2 separate regions of the Callithrix jacchus genome follow, and region 1 is linked to region 2. A link is a contact called in public Hi-C data. All regions are on one chromosome and are shown on one strand. The core of a region is the stretch at or near the end of the contact, and the rest is flanking DNA. Distances in the headings are between cores, read along the strand shown.

Region 1 (6,576 bases), core at 880-3,379, 160 kb before region 2:
CCATTATTACTGCTTTATTATTTGCTATATTAATAGTTACTAACTAGAAATTAGATGAATCAAGCATGACAGACACAGCTGTGGAGGTCACAGCTGCTCCTCTTTTTGGTCAATGAGCGTTTCTATTCCCTCCCCCAGGGTGTGTGCTGCGTCCCACCTGGCCCACCAGAAGCTCACGCAGCTGCCACCTGACCAGGTGACGCAGGCGTGGTCACCTCCCCTGCAAGGCTTTATGGCCTCGTGCACACAGCAGGAGCCCTGGTTTCACAGTTCCACTGTTGGATTTGGGAACCGGGCACTGGGTGAAAAGGTCAGAGGGTGGCTCTTGCTGTACTCACAGGGTGCTGCAGGCCTTTGGAAAGTGGAGGAAAAGCCCTTCTCCTTGCCCCGCACACATTTCACTCCCACTCTACTGGGCTTCCAAGCTTGGCTTTGGCATTCAGGCCCCTATATTTTCTGTAGGAAAAATTCGTTGAGAACACTTTTTTTATATAGGTAATTTTAAGACCATCATTACGCTGTGCGTAAAGAATGTACAGAGAAATTTGTAGGTATTTTTTGAAGAACATTAATTTGTTAATGATATGTAGCTATTTAATTTTTCCCTTTCCTATTGTAATCATTCATATTTTTTGTTGTTTGGAAAAAAAAGTTGATCTTTTTTTTGTCGTAGATTTGTCTGTAAAAGTGCAGGAACACAGTTATTCTATGAGAACACTGCATCTGCATTAATAGCCACTAGTTTGTTATTGCTACAGGCTACTGAGTGTCGTAACAGGACAACATCCCACTGCTGACCGGCTCGGTGGAGGACACTCCTGGGACAGGTCTCTTTGTCAGTGAACAAGGGCGTCACTCTGGGAGGGGTCGGCGGTGCTGGCGGCCGGGTCCCTGGTGCACTGACCTATCTGGGATAGGCAGTACCCTGGAGGGGGCCTCGGGCAGAGGGGGCAGCAGCAGAAAACCAAACAAACATTTCACTGAGAAAGAGCCCCCTCCCTGCTCTAAGAAGGGGCTCCGTGAAGTTCTTCCAGAGCCGCGCCACCTGCAGTGCGCTCTGACCTTCTCTCCGTGTGTGTAAATCTGTAATATACCATTCTCTGTGGCCTGTTTTTCCTGGAAGAAGAAAAAAAAAAAGGTTTGGCAGGCCATCTTTTTTTTGTACTTAAAAGTAGCCTTAAGAACAATAATAAAGTGCTCTTAAACCACAGAGTGTACGTGTGGCTTTTCGAGTTTCAACACTGGGCTGGCGGTGGGGGGTGGACTTGGGCCCTGCACCTGTCCGGCTGTGTCCCCACAAAGCTCCCATGAGCTGAATGACAGCCACTGGAACTTGGACTGGCTACTTCGGGAGAAGCCTCATTTGAAATCTACTGTACTAAAATCCCACTGTTTTAAGAGTCAGCCCAGACTCAATTTTGACTTTGGTTCTGGGCCTAAAAGATGATGAAAGCTGAAAGACTAAAATAGCAGGAAGGGGGCCTCTGGCTCCTACACTGCTCCAGGGACGAAGCCTTCTATATCTTAGAAGGGAGGGGTCAGCGGTCCCAGCAGGACAGGGATGGGGCAGGGTGGGCAGAGGCACCTAGGCCTCCTCTGGGTTTCCACACTCTGCTCTCTGGGCCTCACAGCTGCACACACCCAGAATAAAGAGGAAAATGGCTCTACCATTGGGTAACAGGCAAGAGCTTTCTGACCCATCCTCAGCTGGGGCAGGAAGGGAGCCCTGGCTCAGCCTTCTGGGCCTGGCATGCTCACAGTGGCAGGGATGGGGGAGGAGCTTCATCCAGGATCTATTCCTGGGCTCTTCCCCCAGCCTAAGGCAGGAGCAGAAATTCTCTGCCTCAGGCAGGCAGGCAGGCACAGATGATATGCCCACAGCTGAGGATAGGCCGAGAGGCAGGAAAGCCTTGTCTGGGCGGCTCACTCTGTCTGCGGTGGAGATCTGGGGTCACTGGGATGAGCGTGGCCCTTTAGTCCTGCACCCTGCTCAGCTCTCCTTCCCTTTCCCCTCCACCAGGGCCAGGCTGCAGTGCACTCACAGGGTCCCACCCTGCCCAGGGCCCCCACAGGAGGAGCCTGCAGTGGGGTTTGTGGCCCATGGGCGGAGCAGGTTGCTTGCTTCCCCATTTGATCTGTGTTGGGCCACCCCCTGGGGGCCGAGGGATAAGGATCGTGGGGGCTTGGCTATCAAACACTGATAAGAAAAGAAAACTGCACGGAGGGACCATCAAACACTGATAAAAGAAAACTGCACGGAGGGACCAAGTCCCAGGTCAACAGCAAGGCCAAAGCCAAGGTTATTATTTAGCTCTGAACTGGCTGCATCGTGAATCCCCAAGCAGTGCCGAACACTGGCTGCTCCTGGGCAGTGGAGGGGGTCCCAGTTCTCAGGGTATGGAGAGGAGACTGGAGAGATTGGAGGGGCCCGGGGCTCAGAATCACCAGGCCCAGGGTTAGCAGTCCTGCTCCGGTGACAGAGTGCTCCTCAGCAGGCGGCCGGGAGACGTCAGTCCCACACACAGGGCCGGCTCAGAAAGTCTCATCGTCGCTCATGTCCCAGATCTGCGTGAAGAAGGGAAGAGGCTCAACCGAGCTGTCCCACCGCCCCATGGTGCACACTGATGCTTCAAAATCACAGCAGTCAGGGCAGCTCCCATGTGCAGAACACTCCCTTGTGTCTGAGTGACTGTCACCCCGTTTCTCTACAAGGAAACCAAATCTCAGAGAGGTTACTTTACTTGACCAAGGCCTCACTAGTGTGTGAGCCACCTGGGAGAACCAACAGAGGAGGCTGGGGCAGGCTGGGATTTGCAGTGGGGATGTGCCTCTGCTCACCTCCTGCATGCAACTTGGGGGCCCATCCCGGACCCCGCCAGTCCCTGCTCACCCTGGCTTCTGCAGCACTCACCCCCACCTCAAGCCAGCTTGTTCTCCTTGCAGTCCACCTGCCCTCTGGAAGGCAAGCTCTCCGAGGGCAGGGATTTCTGGTGTGGGCATGTGCTGCCTCAGAAGGCTGTACCCTGGGCACCTGCTCTGCTTTCCCTCTAACTGTAGGCCAGTTGTCCTCACTGCCAACTCACACTAGAGAACTGACATCATGATGCTCAAGAGCAAGCCCTCCCCACCAGTCAGGATGGAGGTGGCCTGGAGCAGGGCAGTGGAGATAGAGCCTGCCACGGTCCCTCAACATGTGTCCTCTGAGCCTTGCTGTGAACCTGGGGAGCGGGAGGCCCCAATGTGGCTGTGAGGAGAACTGAGGAATGCCCAGCAAGAGACTCCCCACCTCCATGGGCCCAGGCCCATTCACTCCCTGCGGTCCCTGGCATGAACCCCACCCCCAAGGAGAGAGCCTAAGGCCAGCATAGCAGGTCCGATGGCTCCTGGCACCCTGGGCTCCCTGGAGGGCCAGTCTCTGAACCTACCCCTTCAGACTTTGAAAATTCCTAGAATTGGTTGCAAAAGGCCACCTCAGTGCTAGCAGAGCTGAGAGAAGGAACAGTGTGTTTACACGAGGCTGGCCCGGGGAGACGGAGGCCTGGCCAAGGTAAATATCAACACCAGCTTGGCTTTCAAAGTCAAGGACGTGGAAAATAAATAGACGGAAATTTCCTCTCTCCTGAGGACCCAGCTCCCAGGCTGAGGGGTGGTGGGCAGCCCTCTCACGGCCCCCGTCTCCCCTGAGGCCCAACTAAGCTCTTGGGAAGGGACTGTCAAGTCAGCCCAGATGCCAGCTCAGCCAGGCTGTGAAAGGGCAGGTCTGGGGTCCAGCAACCAAGTGTCCGTTTCTCTGGGTCAGGTCCCCACAGAGCTCATCCTCAGTGTGGCTGAAAACTCCCTTAGCGTGGGACTGAGCAGTACAGGGCGCGGTGGCTGCGTTTCTAGCACAGATTATAGGATCAGCACCCTGATCTGCGGGTTCTGATGGTCTAAGTGGAAGAAACTGAGCCCCTGGAGGGTTTGCCAGCACAATCCATCCATTCTTCCATTCTCCCACTCCATGAACACACATTCATGAAGACTACTCTGTGCCACGTGCTATGTAGACCTGCTGCGGATACTCTCTAACTCCTCACATCTACCTGTGAGGTGCAGATGGAAACAAGCCCAGAGAGCTAAGGCAATTGGCCTGAGATCACAGAGCAAGCAAGCTTCAGTGCTGGGAACAGGGGATGTGGAAAAGCGCTGGGTGGGCTACCTGGAGGAGGGGGCTGAGGTGGGGGATAATGGGACAAGATGGAGAATGAAAAGGGTGAGCTTTGTGGGCCGTGTCCTCTGGGACCTCCAGCAGCCTCCTGGGGAGCTACCAGCCTGAGCAGGGCAGTGTCAGTGCCAAACAGCAGCAGTGCCCTCTGAAAATGGGTGGACGGACTGAGTTCATAAAAGGACTCAGGCCTGGGCAGGGGCTGGGCTTTATAAGAAAGTAGGAACTTTCAGGGAGGCTTTATCCACTTTACCAGATTTTGAGCTATGGGGAAGAGGCATAGGTGCTTGGCCACACTGGGACTGGGTGGCCTGGGACTGGCCCTGGAGGGTGCCTGGCTGACCCCTGGCTCCTGGACAGATTGAGCCGCTGGAGGGGCTGCTGCTGCTGGCAGTGCCCGAGCTGTGCAGGGGATCCTGCGAGACACCCAGAGGGCTTATTGTGACACGGTTCTACAGAGCGGGAAGCCGGGCAATGGATTTTACATAACCACTCGGGGATTTTCCAGAGTGAATCCTTCAGGCAGGGACGGGCTCAGAGGGCAGCAGCTGTCTGCATTTGAAACCTCAGGAAACAACCTAGAACAAGGACTCCTGGGGATATGGACAGGGACTGGAGTGGGACTGGATCTGCGGGCGCCCTACTGTGTCCTCACCACAGCTTTGTCCTTGGCAGGCCACCTGGTGTGGGGAAGAGGAACAGTGAATGTCCTCTAAATGAATGAAAATTATAGTAAACTGGCAGATTTTCAAAAATGTTAATACTCAGTGCTGACAAGGGTATGGCTAAACACTGCCACAAGAAGAGTATGAATCGGTACCGTATTTACAAGATTTGGCAATAAGTAATATAAACCTGTAAAAGCATTCAACCCTAAGGAAAAGACAAATGATCTTTTTGTAGGTAATATCCAAGTACACCTGGAAACCACAATAAAATAAATGCTAAGATGAATACCAATAAAAAAGTATTGGGGTAAGAGCAAGATGAAATTGACAACAACCAATTAAAACCAATAAGCAATTATAACCACATGTAGTACAAACAATATTTAGTTCAAAACAGAATGAAAGAGGCTGGGTGTGGTGGCTCATGCCTGTAATCCCAGCACTTTGGGAGGCTAAGGTGGGTGGATCATTTGAGGTCAGGAGTTCAAGACCAGCCTGGCCAACATAGCAAAACCTCATCTCTACAAAAAATTTTTTAAAAACCCAACATTTCTACTAAAAATAGTTAGCCAGGTGTGGTGGTGGGCACCCATAATCCCAGCTACTCGGGAGGCTGAGGCAGGAGAATGGCTTGAACCCAGGAGGTGGAAGTTGCAGTGAGCTGAGATCGTGCCGCTACACTCCAACGAACAAAGAAAAAACTAAGAGAGAAGAACCCATTATATTGGCCAGACACAGTGGCTCACGCCTGTAATCCCAACACTTTAGGAAGTTGAGGGGAGTGGATTGCTTGAGGCCAGAAGTTTAAGGATCATTTGAGGTCAGGAGTTCAAGACCAGCCTGGCCAATACAGCAAGACCTTGTCTCTATAAAAATAAAAAAATATATATATATATATATTATAAAAGCAATGAAAAAGATAAACACATGGAACTGAACCTAACATTAGATGTACAGAATCCATATGAAACCTCTGAAACAGCTGCAGCAGTCCTAGAAGAATCTCACCTGGGAAAGACGTAAACTAGAGTAGATAGAGCCACACCCATTGTTTTTTGACATTCATAAAGATGTCAGCTTTCTCAAAGTGAATACATTAGCAAAGTCTCAATTTTCAAAAATCAGCAAATGTTTTCTGGAGCCAGCTGAGCTGGTTCTAGGCTACGTGGAAAAGCAGGAAGCAGAGACACCCAGGAAACCCTCTGAACAGAAGAGCGGCGAGAAGCCCCCACTGTGGGCAGAAGGAGACACCATGAAGCCCCCTAAAAGGTGAGGGGGTGTGAGCATGGGAACACTCGGATGGCCAGCAGGACATGGTGAGTACAGAAATGAGAGAAGACCGTGTCCAAGAACATGTGGAAATACAGGATTTTAATGATACAGGCCTGGGGAGCGCCATCACAGCTCATTAGGAAAAGATAGACTTTTTCAATAAATGATATGAAAAGAAGTAGAGTCACTTGGAAAAAGAAAATTGATCCCACGCCTCACCCCACACGTTAGTATCAACTCCAAATGGGATGAAGATTAAAATGTTAGAGAAAATAAAGCCATAGAATACTAGATACAAACGCGCGTGAGCTCATTACAGCCTGGGAGTAGAGAAGGCCTATGATCCCAAATCCATAAGCAACAAAAAACAGAAACACTGGACTCTAAAAACTCATGCATACAACATGCATGGGAAAACACAGTCAAAAAGAC
Region 2 (7,088 bases), core at 3,155-5,654:
ATTTGTGTATTATTTGTAGCAGGATTTCGCCATGTTTCCCAGGCTGGTCTCGAACTCTTAGCCTCAGGCAATCTGCCCACCTCAGCTCCCTAAAGTGCTGGGATTGCAGGCATGAGCCACCATGCCTGGATTTTCATTCTTCTTGACAAGAAAATATGATAGAAGAAAGATAGGATTATATAATATCAAAAAATAAATAGGCAGGCTGACTATGACAAAGGCCAAAAGAAAGTACAATTCACCATCTGATATCACCAGCTGGCATTTATTATTCCTACCCAACCCTCACCCTATCACTCCTCAGGACTATGCCCAGATACACACAAAAAACTGATAGCAAGTCACTCTGAGGAGTTTAATCATAACCCATCAACAGAAAAGCCTACTGCATAGTCAATGCTGCAATGAGTATATTAGGGTTGCTAATCACTAATTAAAATCTCAAGATCAGGTTTCTGGGCACATCTTGCTACATCTGCACAGGTCCCAGATGGTATGCAAACCAAGTTTGGAGCCTGATTCTTCGTAACAGGCTGTTCCTGCACTATCACAAAGGTTGTGAGTAACAGAATTGTGCAACAGCAGCAAGAATACTCTGCATAGTCTCCTCTTGCACAGACCTGCTCCTGACTCTGTAGGTCTGAAAAAAGGTTTTGGTCAACTTCTGGGTCCTAGAAACAAGGCTATTAATCCATACAACACCTGAAGGTGCCTAGCTTTACTCCTTATAGCGAAGGAATAGCCATGATACTCAACATACTTCCCCCTCACCAAGAATTGCCTGGGAAAGGGTACCTGGGAACTTTCTGCAGTGATGGTAAAATTCTAATATCTTGATGGGAGAAGTGTGAATTACATGGGTGTATACATTTGTTAAAACTTAAGAGTTGTTTTAAGATTCATGCATTTCACCATATGTAAATTTTACCTAGTAAAAAAGAACTGTGCACAAATAGGCACCGTAGGTTCTAGGTTTATTTTCTGTAGTAGCATGGGCTAGCAACTTTTAAACTACTTTCTGTGTATTTTAGACTTCAGCAAGTGAGTAGATATATCTAGGACAGGGCTGAGTGTGGTGACTCACTCCTGTAATCCCAGCACTTGCAGAGGCTGAGGTGAGTGGATCACGAGGTCAGCAGTTCAAGACCAGCCTGGCAGACAGTGAAACCCTAAAAAATTAGCCAGGTGTGGTGGTGAGCGCCTGTAATCCCAGCTCCTTGGGAGGCTGAGGCAGGAAAATAGCTTGAACCTGGGAGGCAGAGGTTGCAGTAAGCCGAGATCACAGGTTTCTCACTGTTGGAAAAAGCAATTACAGATATGGAAAGGGAATGAGTAGCATCACCAAAAGGGATATAATATATTACATAACTCCTGATGTGAGGAGACAACATCACTTCTTTGGTATTCCCACCAAAAATTCATAACCTCAATCGAATCAGAAGGAAATGTCAGACAAATCCACATTGCAGGAAATTCTACAAAAATAACTGGCAAAATATCAAAACATCGAAGTTAAGAAAGACAAAGAAAGATGAAGTAACTTTTCCAGATTGAAGGAAGCCAGAGAGACATGACAACTAAATGCAATGTTTGATCCTCAGTTGGACCCTGGTCTGGGAGGAAACACCTACAATGAACATTAACGGGCACAAATAACACTGAATATGCAGCCTGGTGATTAGAAAACAGTATTATGCAAACATTAAACTGCCTGAATTTGATAAGGGTATTTTGTTTAGGTAAGAGAATGTCTTTGTTCCTTGGGGTTTACATTGAAGCATTCAAGAGTTGTAAAGGATCACAATGTCTCCAACGTACTCTCAAAATTTCAAGAAAAAATCAGGGAGGGGAAGGGGAGAAGGAGGGATTGGAGGAGGAGAACACATACACATAGAGCAAAACATTAACAATGGGTGAATGTGGTTAAAGTGTATACAGGAGATCCACTTAAAATTATATCAAGTCATCCAAAAATACTCTACTGCCAAAAAATAATTATGTGAAAGGCTAACAATAACAAAGTAACAATGAACTATGAGAAATTCTTTCAGGAATATTGATATTAAAATTCAGGAATATTGATTTTAAAATTACACTTTTCCTCTGGTAGTAATGCCATAATACTCTAGTTAGCTTGGAAGTCCTTGAAGTAAAAAGCAACTCATATAAACTTCAAACAAGGTCTTTTGAAATTTCACTGATAAATACCACCTGTTTAGAAAGTTCTACAAGACAATCAGTAGAAATTGGAATGAAATTGACTCCTCACCACCCACCTCTCCCCCTAATTCTTCAATATTTTTCCTCTAAGATGGAACAATTGACCCCGTCATGTGCCAACCTAAGATCATGTAGGGTAAGAAATGATTTGTGAGTAAATGTTCCGACTTTCCTGCCTTAGAAGCAAAGCACTGTATTCTTCCCCACCTCAGGCTACATCAAAAGCGCTCTCTCTATGTATATATGTGTGTGTGCGGACACATATATACACAGAGAACGAGATGTAAGAGCAATATATATATATATATATTGCTTTGTTTTGTTTTTAATGAGTAAGGTTATGAACAAGCGCTTTATGACTCAGCAGAACTTATTACTTCCCCAATCTGTCTCTGGAGAGTGGGGCGCGGGGCGGCGGGGGGGCGGGGGGGGGGGAGGAAAACATACTGAAAACTACCAAAGGAAAAATTTACTTCATGAATGCCAAAGGAGAAATTTTAAAAAGTAATTTTTAGCCCCAAAGAATCTTTTAAAACAATAATTATGACATGACTCAGTATAAAACGTATTATGCTAAGTATCTATGAAGAAAAAATTCACATACACAAAGATGAAAATGTACTGGATTTGTCATTTCAAACTTATTAACATTGGATTTGCAGATAATAGAGAACGACAATCTCCTAAGCGAATAAAGAAGGTAGACAAGTAAGTAAATGCTGCATTTCTACTGTAAGGAAATACATGCACCAATGAAGCAACCTTTCCAGCACAGAAGAAATTTAATACCCAGACCACATGAAAAGTGATCGCTATGGGAATAGCACAGCTGTTAAAATCCAAGTCAGTTTGTATTAAATCGTCCAGCATGTTTATGTAAATCAGGACCCTCAGAATGACCACCAGGAGGAAATAATTTTCCTAACAAAAAAGTGATACCTATATTTAATTTAAAGCTTATGATAAGTGTGAAAGAAAAATGCCAAGCTATTCTTTTAAAGTATATAAGAAACACCCAGTTAGTTGGTATGCTTGTGATTCTTTTATAAACAGTATCTCAAAGGCTAATTTAATTAGAAATACAACAAGAAAGAATGAGTGTTTGCACTTCACTTAGAGAACCCAATTATCTTTATTTCATTGACTAGCAGATCAATATAAAGCCATAGAAAACCTGGCACCTGTCCCAAATGATTTCAGTATGAAAATTAATACTGCCAAGTTATTTTGAGACCAGTTAGCTCAACCATTCAAAGGGGGAAAAGAACTGCTCCACTAAAGATGTGGTATAATCCTTAAACCTGCATTTCTGAAGATGGAGGTGCACACAGACATCCTTGAGGCCCTGGCTTCAGCACATACACCTTAAAGGAAAACTACAGAAAGAATGAGTTCATGGGTAACTAAAGACAAAGGGTAAGCTTGAAATCTCAACATAGGCACTTGGGATGCATAATGATAAAATGGGCATAGTTTACTTTGGAGGCAAAAAGAAAATAATTAGTTTAAATTTCTGAGCATCTAAATGTAACCAAATTTATCAACATTGCTTGTCAATTTTACATTCACTTTTCAAAGAAACTGGTCAGGATCATGCTTCCCATAAAATATAACCCAAGTACAGTTTTCAAAGAAAGCTTGTCAACTCAGAATAGAGAAAAACGTCCCTAGAATTCTATTTCTTCCACAGTAGCAGACAGATGAAGGCTACACAGAAAAACAGTCCCAAATTATATCTGAGAAGCCAGAGTTGGGGATTGGTGACTACCAACATTATTTTGTATAGCACTTCAACATGAAAATCTTTACTTATCAGCAATCACGAGCCTTAAGAGCCCAGGTCAAGTCACTGGGCATTAGAAGGCTGAAAGGGACACCTGAAAGGAAATCAGCTATCACATACAGTGTACATGTAAAATTCACTCAGACAGCATCTGAAAACCTATTAAAACATAGGATGCCATCACTATAGTTTTGAGATATATCAGCCGTTTCCCATTACGATGGCTAACATACCAGGTCTATTTTTAGAGCTTCTGGAAAGATCAAAGCTAAAGGGGCCCCTTTAGTGGCTTCCCATCCAGGCCCCTAATCTCTGTTTTCTTTTTCTTTGTAATTATGTGGATCTGTGGAAGACTCAGCCAAGGCTGCCTCACCCTGAGAGTACGCTTTAAAAAAATTGCTCTGTGAGGATCCCCGCTAGGAGCGAACCCTCTGGGGAGCAACAAAGAACAGTAAAGTTCAAATTCAAGACAAAATTAGCATGACACAAAGTACTGATACAGAGTTAAAATATTCAACTCGGTCTCCCTACACTATACATTTTCTCAGGCTGGTTTTAAACCACTGTGAGAATAAATACAGATCCATGAAAACAAAGTCCTTTCTGAGTGTTTAGACCCCACCCTTCCCCCACAAAAAGCCCTTAGTTGGTTTCAATGGCTGTAGCTGGTGAGGCTGTGGTCAAATGCTGATTTGCTCACTTTTAAAAACAAGTCCCTCCAATGCAAAATGACTTACTTTGGAAGAACAAGCTGTACATTTGTCAAATGCCAGGCTGACGGGAAGGACATTATCAAACCGTGAAAGAAATCCCCGGATCTAAAAACAAAACAAAACAAAACAATTCACATCAAACACACAATGACCCATCTATAAAATGCATGTCTGGTTTCCGACAAGAAGAAGGAAATGATTAATATGGCAGTCCAGATTGAGATTATGAGCAAAAATAAGTTCGAAATGAGTATTTTCCCTTGTAATGTAATCTGTTTGCAGAAGAGTTATATTAGGTCCTTTATTCCATTAGGAGCCAGGGCTTACAAGCTTTTCAAATATTTCTGGCCTAAAAACAAACTGACTCTAAAATATAAAAAGCAAGCTGTAATATCTAAAGTATTGTTTTAACAAATGTCTTCCAAAATGTAACAGGTCCACTGGTATACTCAACTCTTAGCTCCCATATGTGTTCTAGTGAATATGGGATAAATACACATTTCTACGAAATGATTTTGGGTGGGGTCTCACAAGGGAAGATGACGTGAGGACTGTGGAAGGCAGAAATGGCCCTAAATATATATATATATACAGTTATTTGCTTGATTTGGAATAGAGATAAAATGTAAAACCTCATCAGATTTATGGGAAAACAGCACCACCTTGAGCATGAATTTCTGGACTACAACTTGAGTTACATTTCCAGAGTATCAGCTATAATCAGGTTTCACAAACTATGACTGCAGTCATCTATTCAGAACATCATGGTTCTACAGACTATACTTACACCAAAGAGAAGTTTTAAGCTGTTCTCTATCATAAAAATATGAATGACAAAATGTCTAAATTCTCCATAGGATTTAACATTTATAATAAACCAGACAACACAAATCTTCTCATGAGTTAATTTATTTGACCTTTCCAACTCCCCATTTTATGTTGAAAAACCTCAGTCTCAGAGTGGGGGCTTGGCTCAGGTAAACAGTAAGTAATGGAGCTAAGATTCAAAAATGGACCTCGTGATGCAAACTTGGCCCATGCCTAAGCTTCTCTCTCTGCTTCCCTTCCTTTCATAATGTCACAGCATTTGTCTTCAACACTACCTTTCCTCACAACTTTAACAGCCTTACTTGAATAAACAGAAGACCCAACCTACCCACCCTTTAGCTATCCTATTAACACCATACCCACTCCCTCAAACCCCGCAAGCTGGAAGGAAATGCCTAGAGCAATTTTTTTTTTTGAGACAGAGTCTCACTCTATTGCCCGGGCTTGGGTGCAGTGCCATGGTCTAGGCTCACTGTAACCTCCGCCTCCCAGCTTCAAGCGATTCTCCTGCCTCTTCTCTATTTTTAGTAGAGACAGGGTTTTGCCATATTGTCCAGGCTGGTCTTGAACTCCTGACCTCAGGTGATCCGCCCGCCTCGGCCTCCCAAAGTGTTGGGAGTACAGACGTGAGCCACCGCGCATGGCCTAATATTACACATTTATTCTTATTTCCTATAAATGATATCACCCATGACTGGCTTCACTCAGCATAATATTTTCATCCATATTGTATCATATGTGAGTATTTCATTCCTCTTTACTGCCAAATAATATTCAATTGTGTGGCTATACCACATGTATTTAGCCATTCATCAGCAAATGGGCATTTATCTTGGGAACATACCTAGGAGAATTATTGGGTCATATGATTAACTGTTTAACATTTTGAGGAACTGCCAACTTGTTTTCCAAAGTGATCACACCATTACTAAAATATTAGCTGGGTGCAATGGCTCATGCCTGTAATCCCACCACTTTGGGAGGCTGAGATGGGTGGATCATGAGATCAGAAGTTCGAGACTAGCTTGGCAAACATGGTGAAACCCTGCCTCCAGTAAAAATACAAAAATTAGCCAGGTGTGGTGGCACGTGCCTGTAATCCCAGCTACTCAGGAGACTGAGGAAGGAGAATTGCCTGAACCCAGGAGGTGGAGGTTGCAGGAGCTGAGATTATGCCACTGCACTCCAGCCTCGCGGAAGATGGGAAGGGGTGGGGGGTGGAAGCTTACTAGCAAAGTGTGAGGGCTCCAATTTCTTCACTTCCTTGTCATTACTTGTTATTGTCTCTTATAGATTATAGCCATCCTAGTGTGAAATGGTATCTGTCTATGGTTTTGACTTGCATTTCTCTAATGACTGGATATGTCAACCATCTTTCCATGTGCCTCTTGACCATTTGTGTATCTCTTTTGGAGAAATGATTCTGGATAAAGGTTTCCTATCAAACGTATCATCTGCAAATATATTCCCCCATTCTGTGGGGTTTTTTGGTTTTTGTTTTTGATACAGGGTCTTACTCTGTTCTCCAGGTTGGAGTGCAGTGG

Evidence for each region. A called contact is a pair of places that touch in the nucleus more often than the background predicts.
Region 1: a Hi-C map of skeletal muscle shows a contact between it and region 2, with 2.7 times the contacts expected there. The contact joins two enhancer-like sites. A contact is called at or near these places in 2 of 3 Hi-C or Micro-C datasets (both in skeletal muscle).

What each region holds. Positions count from the first base shown.
Region 1 is chr15:68,762,899-68,769,474 of calJac240_pri, reverse strand. The region is part of intron 16 of ATG7 (autophagy related 7); the gene reads right to left. VGLL4 (vestigial like family member 4) reads left to right here. Exons shown (of 6, transcript XM_035273655.3): 6 at 1-1,210. Among named protein-coding and RNA genes, the nearest start is that of VGLL4, 170 kb to the left of the region's middle. Within about 2 kb of position 2,129, at least 9 of the 16 cell types and tissues checked have an H3K27ac peak or open chromatin away from gene starts, as enhancers often do. A contact at or near this core is called in skeletal muscle, where this site is marked.
Region 2 is chr15:68,607,942-68,615,029 of calJac240_pri, reverse strand. ATG7 (autophagy related 7) reads right to left here. Exons shown (of 17, transcript XM_078351659.1): 15 at 4,741-4,821. Among named protein-coding and RNA genes, the nearest start is that of ATG7, 110 kb to the right of the region's middle. Within about 2 kb of position 4,404, at least 4 of the 16 cell types and tissues checked have an H3K27ac peak or open chromatin away from gene starts, as enhancers often do. A contact at or near this core is called in skeletal muscle, where this site is marked.